Linked DNA regions of Siniperca chuatsi: region 1 is linked to region 2. Evidence: chromatin contacts called from public Hi-C data. All regions are on one chromosome and are shown on one strand. Each heading gives the region's core, a stretch centred on a gene start, on an enhancer-like site or on the middle of the called end of the contact. The rest is flanking DNA. Distances are from core to core; before and after follow the strand shown.

Region 1 (4,046 bases), core at 1,165-3,664, 140 kb after region 2:
TTTGCAACAAGTCCTTTATAGAGTTAATATAGGCCAGTGTGCCATGGTGGCTTGGGGTTTAAGGTGTTGACCATGAACTGTAATGTCCATGGTTTGAATCTGCCCGGGGACTCTTGTTACATGTCATTCCCTGTCCTCTCTCCCCTCATTTCCTGTCATCTCTCTACTGTTCACTCTCTAATAAACGGCATAAAATGCCCCAAAAATACCTTAAAAATGCTTTATAAAAGCCTCCATATTGCATTAAAGGTATAACTGTACTTTGAAAGTTCAAGCACAATTACTTATAATTATTCTATATACAGTAGATACAATCAACAGATTGATCAACAATGAAAATAATTATTAGTTGCAGCCCTGCCATTCATATCACCATGTTTACCATGTGTCTGGTTCGTTCATATCTGTATAAAGCCATTGTTAGAAGTGCTACAAATCAATGAGTAAAGCAGCTTAATGGCTATATTGGATTTTTCATCATCAATGTCATGAAACAAAATTATTTGTCAGGTATTTAATTCTCTGCATTAACCAAAGATATACATTGAGTCATATTTTCTCCAACAATTTCTCAAAAGCTTTTCCGGACACTTCACTAAATCAGACTACTTTATATCAATATCATGATATAAAATTATATTTTATTTATTATTTAGATTTTAACAATATTGCCAATCGCATCCATACAGTGGCGGTTCTGACCCATTTAAACCACAGGGGCCAGACTGGGGCCAAATGCTCTTTGAGAGGGGCCAGTTGAATTAACTCCATAACTGAATTAACCATAACTGAAAATAAGCGCTCTTTTTAGCAGCAGAGTGCTTTAGAAGTCAAACAGGTCATCTTAGGAGATAAAGTAGAAACAATGTGGTAATTCATAAAAAAGTAAACAAATTCAAATTTATAGTACTCTTTCACTGTGGTGGAATACAACAAATCACATCAAAAAGAAGCAATGCACATATCATAGATACATGACTTACACAGTGTTTGTTGAGTATCGTCTTAGCATATAAAAAAGATATACAGTACAACAAAGCTTATACTTGAAACAGGTACAGATTGAATACTAAAATATTGAACATTAGAAACATTCACAGATTTAGTTCATGTTCACATCAGAAGGTATCAACGCATAATGAACTGCTTGGCATACAAAAACAGCCTACAAGGGCTACAATATAATGACTCATAGAAGCACAGATGAAGAAATTCTCACAAGCAACAAGCAGACGTCCACAGGCTCATTACCACACACCATCAAGTGACTGAACAACCAATACATGCAAAATTGGGGAAATTATTCAAAGCCCCTGCAGACTATGTCCTTGCAGCTGTGTCTATGTAGCCTAAATAGCATCAATAACACAACAGCTTTGCAAACAAGGTACAGTAGGCTAAGTTACATAACACAATCTCATAATGTTAACAACTACACAAAAAGTGGTTAAATACACACAGACAGCCCGAGAGACACATTTAACCATCGGAAAAATAGCGTGCAAAGAGACAGACAGAGACAGATAGACACAGAAAGAGGCAGAAAGAGGGTGGATTTATCTGACTCACATTATTTGACGCTGAAGCCCATCCTTTCATGGAGATGAGGTGGTGAATATCCATGTCATATAGTCCCACTGCACTTGTTGCTGTGATTGTTTGTTTACAGAACTCCTCATCTTCTCTCTCCATCACTGCTAGCTAACAAGCCTTACAATAACACAGTTAGCTGATTAGCAACACTGACAAACAAACTTTCCCGGTTGTTTCATTTATTAAAAGTCCCACTGTACTTGTTGCTATGATTATTAATTGAAAGAACTCCTCATCTCCTCTCTCCATCACTGTTAGCTACCTGACTAGTCTTAAAAAACACAGTTAACCTAGTTGATATTGTTAGCATCACTGGAAAACAAGCTAGCCAACGCTCCTGGTTGCTTAATTTAAATTATGTTAGTTTTCTATTGTTTATTATGAGACTAGAGTATGACTGGCTTCCCAATTCACATAATAGTTTCTTATGACCCATTCACTATCCCACAATGACCGCATCTGAGTGTTTGATACTACTTTCCAAATCAACTTCTTACTACATATTTGCCTTAACGCTTAGTGTAATATATATCATCGTTAACCACACAGAGCAGCCGCTAAGGGCGCTGTTTCACTCACTTGTGGAAACTCAATGAAAACTTGGGGAAACAACATAATAAGAATTGCTAGTTATTTGACAAAGGTAATTATGCAGTATTTTAATTAAAATCACAGTGTCTATATTATATATATTATAGTGTCACTATTTTGGATAGTGAGGGAGTCTCTGTTTGCATTGGTTTCCGAGAGAAAGCTGCTGCATTGTGGAGGGGGGGCACAATGGCGTCTTGTTGCCATAGCAGCACTGGCCACCTAGCCCCAGACCCACCAAAAATGTTATTTAACAGTTGTAAAATCACTCTATATGTTTCTCTAAATCAATTATTGGGTGCTATTTAAAAAAGAGTAGAAAGTTTGTCGGTCACAGGAAAAAGTTTTAATGTTTTCGTAGTTTGCATATGGGCTCATCCTGCGCCTTTGGATGCCATTAGGAACTATTATTGGGGAGGGTGACGCCCCAACACGTAGAGCCGGGGTGTCACATCCCACACTTCTCTCCCGGGTCCTTATGAGTCATTTTGGAGGAAGACAACCCGAAGGAGGCACAATGACGGGCAACATCGAGGGAATTGAGAGGTTTGACAGTCCGGGGAAAGGGCGAGGTCTCCGTGTTACCAGACGCTTTAAAGTTGGAGAGCTGCTGTTTTCCTGCCAGGCGTACTCTTATGTGCTGTCAGTAAAGGAGAGAGGCTGCTACTGCGAGTGCTGCTTCACCAGGTAAGTGACTGGTTATTTTTATCCCTGCATGTTGTGACAACGTATTTCATTTTCTCTCTAAGCATTACTTGATCCAGTTCATAAAGAGTCTCATCTGAGCACTTTTGCCTGTATCAAATACTGTACAACCTTTGTGATGACACCTGACATCATGTGGCTGCATATCCTGCAACACCTCATTGCCTATGATTTATTTCTTATTAGATCTGAATAAGTTTAAGACGCCAATCTCTTTAACTGCGAACCAGATCAGTTTATTAGTGAGTCTTAATATGTATTGGCCACCATAAAGTACCACATGGGCTCTTTGTCATAAATGTGTCACTCCATAAAATCTATTTTGGTTATCTTGCTCATCTTTCTGAATGGTGGTTCATTTATATCCTGTTCCACATTTCTGCATACCGTCTCTGGCCCGCTCTGGGAGTAGGCCTATATGAATGCTGAACATTTTCGTAGCATCCAGGCAGTCATTCATCTCTTGATTGTGTTTGTTTGCCTGGATGTGTTATAGTAGAGCTGTTATAGTAATCATGATAACAATCAGTTACATTCTAATCAAATCTCATGTCTAATAATTGTCTTTGTCCTGTAGTCTACAGGTTGGTATGGATGCAACTGGTTGCACTGCATACACACACCTTTTTTCAGTACTGTTATGTAAGACATCATCCCGCTTGCAGCAGCAGTTTATATATTTGTTATGTTTAACATTGAGAAATTAGTTATTGTCCATATTGGCTCCCAATGGTGTGAAATCTTTTTTATTTAAATTTATTTTTAAATTTTTATTTAGGAAGATTCTGTGAGATTCATTATGGATGACTTATTTTGAAGTTACCATAATTTGTCCTCTTTGACTCCTTAAATGATATTGAAGTACTGAGAGATGATGTGAAAAGTTGCAGCAGTTTAATTATGTGCACAGTTTGGATTCTGTGCAGTGATATTTGTTGTATTGTCCAGTGCTGATCCTCAGCTATCAGGTGACAAAAAGCAGATGTTTGGAAAGTATCACTTCCTTTTTTTGTCTATTGTAAACCGCTGTAACCCTACCTCGTACCTTAGTCTTACCCCAATCCAAGCTCTTGTTGTGACCTCCTTTTTTATCCTGAAGCAACCCAGCCTAACCTACCTTAAATGTGACCTTAGTCTTGCATAAATAGACCTTGACA
Region 2 (3,930 bases), core at 1,378-3,877:
GTAATCCATTTACTAAAATGAAGGCTCTTCCAGAGGCGAAAGTGTTGTTTTACCAGGAGGTCACAGATTCCCCCTCAACTTCTTCTTTTGTCGTCCTACAATCATCTCTCTCCACCTCGTTATCAACAAGCGTCTAATTAGCTGAGTGGCTGTTTTCGTCTCCCTGGTGGTAATTATTGTTCTAAAGGGGCCATCAACGGCGTAGTGTGGTGCATCAGTCTGGCTAGCCCAGGCTAATGGCCACGGCTACCTAATGACACCATTAGTTCTAATGATAGCGTTAACGGGTAGCCGCTAAACAGGAGTAATCGCAGGGTCTGTGTGCTTGAAAAGCTTGCAAAGAGATGTAGAGAGGTAGAAAGGAACGGAGGAAGGAAGTGCTGTAAAGCTGAATAAACAGTTTGAAAAGTAGCGAGTGACACTTGACTGTGATGGGTTGACAAGAGGCAGAGCATGAGATGAATGTTTCACACTTTGATTTTGAGCTTGAACACTTTCTGTCTCTTCCTGTCTCTTAAGGTCATGTTCAGCTTACCTACTTTTGTAGCTGGAGTGATGTGGAGGAGTCCTGTGACAAAGAGGCCATTTCCAATATGTACTGTGCACCAGGTGAGACATACATATACATGCTAAAACACTTTATTTCTCTGATTTCTCTTATGCACTCATTCTATACTTATGAATTAGGAACCTCATTTTGTGTGTGTTTGCGTGTCAGTTAGGAGGTTTATGTGGGGTTAATTCTATGCAGGCATGCATGGCCATAAGTAGACCACTTTCCCATGGTCACAGAACCTTCATTCATAGCCAGACATGAATAAACAGTCCAAATATACACAAACCAATCGAGTAGTAGTAGAAAGAGAGAGAGAGAGACTGACAAAAATCCATATGCAAAGGTGCTCTTTCCATTCTGTTCTTTTGCAGTTAAAGGAACCACATCTAAAGGATACATACGGTAATCATCATGACAGTGTTATTTTACATTTTAATTAACACTCAGAGTGGTTAATATCTGGAGGATAAATGAGAAATATCTTTTTTACTCTTGCAGTCACAGTTTTGAGAAGCTGGATCTTGTTGTAATTCTCTCTTTGTCCTGTAGAGTGTGCTGTTGTGCAACAGTTAGCCAATAGTGCAGTAACCCCATGTGTTGCCCCCAGCAGGCTTGTGGCAGCTCTGGCATGCTGTTTACAAGCTGCCTAAAACAAACTGCTGCTAGACTACAGCACCATGTCCCTACTTAACACTTCCGTGTGTGGGGGGGGGATAAGTTTTCCAATATGTTGCTGCTTTAAGCATATGCCTTCACACTTGGGCTGTTGGATAGATTATGCATTATGTGTTTAATTACATCTTCTTAAATATGCAGGATGAATAACTGGTAGCTGAAAACACTGGCTGCACTCTGAGACATACACAATGACCCGCACACCCATTCACTCTCCCACGCACTTATATTAAGCTATTCACTCATATTCATCCTCTCTCTCAAGCCAGGAAGGTCACTTCAGATTTAAATCCTCCTTGTGACTAGAACGTACAGTATGCCACTGTTGTAATAAATCTGAAAGCAACAAATGCTCTGTCTAATATCCAAAGTGTGCATTTTTTCCCTTAGCAACAGCTTATTTAAAAGCCTACTAATGGAAATAGAAGCACATAGATGCATATAGTGGCCAGCGGTAGATGACCTAAAGACACAGGAGCTCAGCACAAGGAGCTTTATGCACAATGTAGCTGAGCCGAAACATGTTTGTCATTAAATCATTGTGTAATTAATGTAATAATTTTCTTGTTAATACAAGCAGCGAGAGATTGTCACACTAAGTGCGTGGATGGTAGATTTGAAAGGTAACATGCGGAACAATCTTGTCTATTTAATAATGAATTTGGCATTCAAATTTAATTTTAACTTTGACTAAATATACACTTGACTTACAGTCAGTTATCACAGCACTGTTAACCCAATTCTGGATCAGTCAAGTTTTTAGAAGTGCTGTCCTCAAATGTCATATCTTGTCCAACCAGCAGTCAAAGAACTGGAAGGTATTCACTTTAAAATTACATAAAAATAAACAAATATTCAGTCTTGCCAAATGATGTAAATGATTGACTTTCAAAATTGTAACTGAATATATAGACAAATCCTTTCAGCACTGTGAAATTAAGATGTAGTTTAAGACAAATACAAGTATAAACAATGTTGGACACAGTGTCTGTGGATGACGAGAGGAGCTGGAGGCGGCAATAAAATCAGAAGCATGGCTTTATGTAAAAGTTGCACATCATCTACAGTAGCTCCTAACACAATAAAAATCAGTGGTGGTGCTCTTTGAATCACATTTGGGTGGTGCTTGCATTCAACTCACACAAATAATCAAAAATATTTTACAGCAAAAGATGCCCAGTAAAAGAATGTTAAATGTTGGGGATAAAAGCCAGCGCCTTAGTGAAATGAAGTGGAACAGAACTGACATCAGCGCAGGTGTGAAAGGTTTTGTTAGTTAAACGACTGTTGATCCCATGTGGATCAATGGATGTAATACATATTAGCAACCAGCAGGGGGTGTGTTATGCTGTTGTTGAGTGATAGTACCACGTCCACATCTATTGACTGTCCTACTCAAACATTAGCAACTTTTTCTCTTTTTCTTGTGTGTCTCTTATGTCCATCTTTCTTTGATGTTGTAAATTCAGATATATTACAAAGTAATGGCTATCACCTATTTTGCTTGCTTGTATTTATTGCGTACCTGCAAATCCCTGCGTTTGGTAGATGTATCTGTAGATGTATGTGCTTGTGAACACACACACTTAGTAACGCAGAGGTTAGTGAGTGTGTGTCTCTCCTGCCCTTGTTATGCATTGCTGTTTATCCAGACAGGGTCAGCTCTAGCGATGGCTTCATTCCTGATGACAGATTTATGACTGTTTGCCAGAAAGCTAGCAGGGGGCCTGCTGTGACCGTATGTGTGTGTGTGTGTGTGTGTGTGTCTGTTTAAGAAGGAGGGAAACATGTTTTTAAAACGCACACATTCACACCCAAAAAACACGGGAGTGAACTCGGAAAATACAGCAACAGTGTATCTATTTATTCTGCACTTCTGCTTATTTACTTTCTCACCATTCCGTCATTACTGATAAACATCAGATGGCTAATGTTTTGTTCTCTAATAAGACAAAAAACAAGCTGTGGAGTAACAGTGTGACACAACCTAATTTGAACAGAAATTGTTTATTGTTCTGTTGAGAGGGAAGCAAGTCCAAAACCGATTGTCTTCAACGTCTAAGAAAAGGGAAATTCAATATTCTTCCCCTCTGAGGTAACAAGTCAGTTACTGAGGACTTCATCATCATACTCACTGTTAACTTTCACCGTTTTGTTCTTTTACCTGCTCAGCCACAGGATGATCTGTTGGAAGATAAAGTTTAGTTCCTCTTTTTACACAGAGCTGTCATATCATTGTTTCGAAGAGATTTTCAAGTAAGAAATTGTGCCCTGAAAGTACCTTTTTGAAAGTTCTTTATTATTTGAATATTCTTACTCTGTCCGCATAATGAAGATGAGTCATGGGATTTGTCAACATTTATCAACAGAGCCTTCCCAGCTCATAAGACACACACACACACACACACACAGTCTTGGGACATGATACACCGATCCCTCCTTACTTCCTACCTGCATACACTTTACTTCCTCTTTCAACAATGACTGTCAGTTAAGTTTTTAGGGAAGTCGGTCTAAGAGGAGAAGAGAGAAAGTTCCTTATGGCCCCCAGGAGAGAGGAGATGGAGTGTGATTAAGATACAAAGCAGGAGGGAACTGCATTGTTGAAGGGAAAGGGAAGAAGAAGAGGCCATGAGGTGAACACACTGTATTGTTGTGTATCTGAACTCCTCAGTATCCTTTTGTTTTCTTAGAATTCT

Evidence for each region. A called contact is a pair of places that touch in the nucleus more often than the background predicts.
Region 1: a Hi-C map of skeletal muscle shows a contact between it and region 2, with 3 times the contacts expected there. The contact joins the promoter of LOC122862732 here to the enhancer-like site in region 2. A contact is called at or near these places in 2 of 3 Hi-C or Micro-C datasets (liver and skeletal muscle).

Annotation. Positions count from the first base shown.
Region 1 is chrLG16:15,349,564-15,353,609 of ASM2008510v1, forward strand. LOC122862732 (N-lysine methyltransferase SMYD2-B-like) reads left to right here and starts at 2,415. Exons shown (of 12, transcript XM_044168339.1): 1 at 2,415-2,871. The coding sequence starts at 2,576.
Region 2 is chrLG16:15,211,319-15,215,248 of ASM2008510v1, forward strand. It overlaps rps6kc1 (ribosomal protein S6 kinase delta-1), which reads left to right. Exons shown (of 16, transcript XM_044169363.1): 13 at 520-609. Among protein-coding and RNA genes, the nearest start is that of rps6kc1, 15 kb to the left of the region's middle. Within about 2 kb of position 2,628, the one cell type or tissue checked has an H3K27ac peak away from gene starts, as active enhancers do. A contact at or near this core is called in liver, where this site is marked.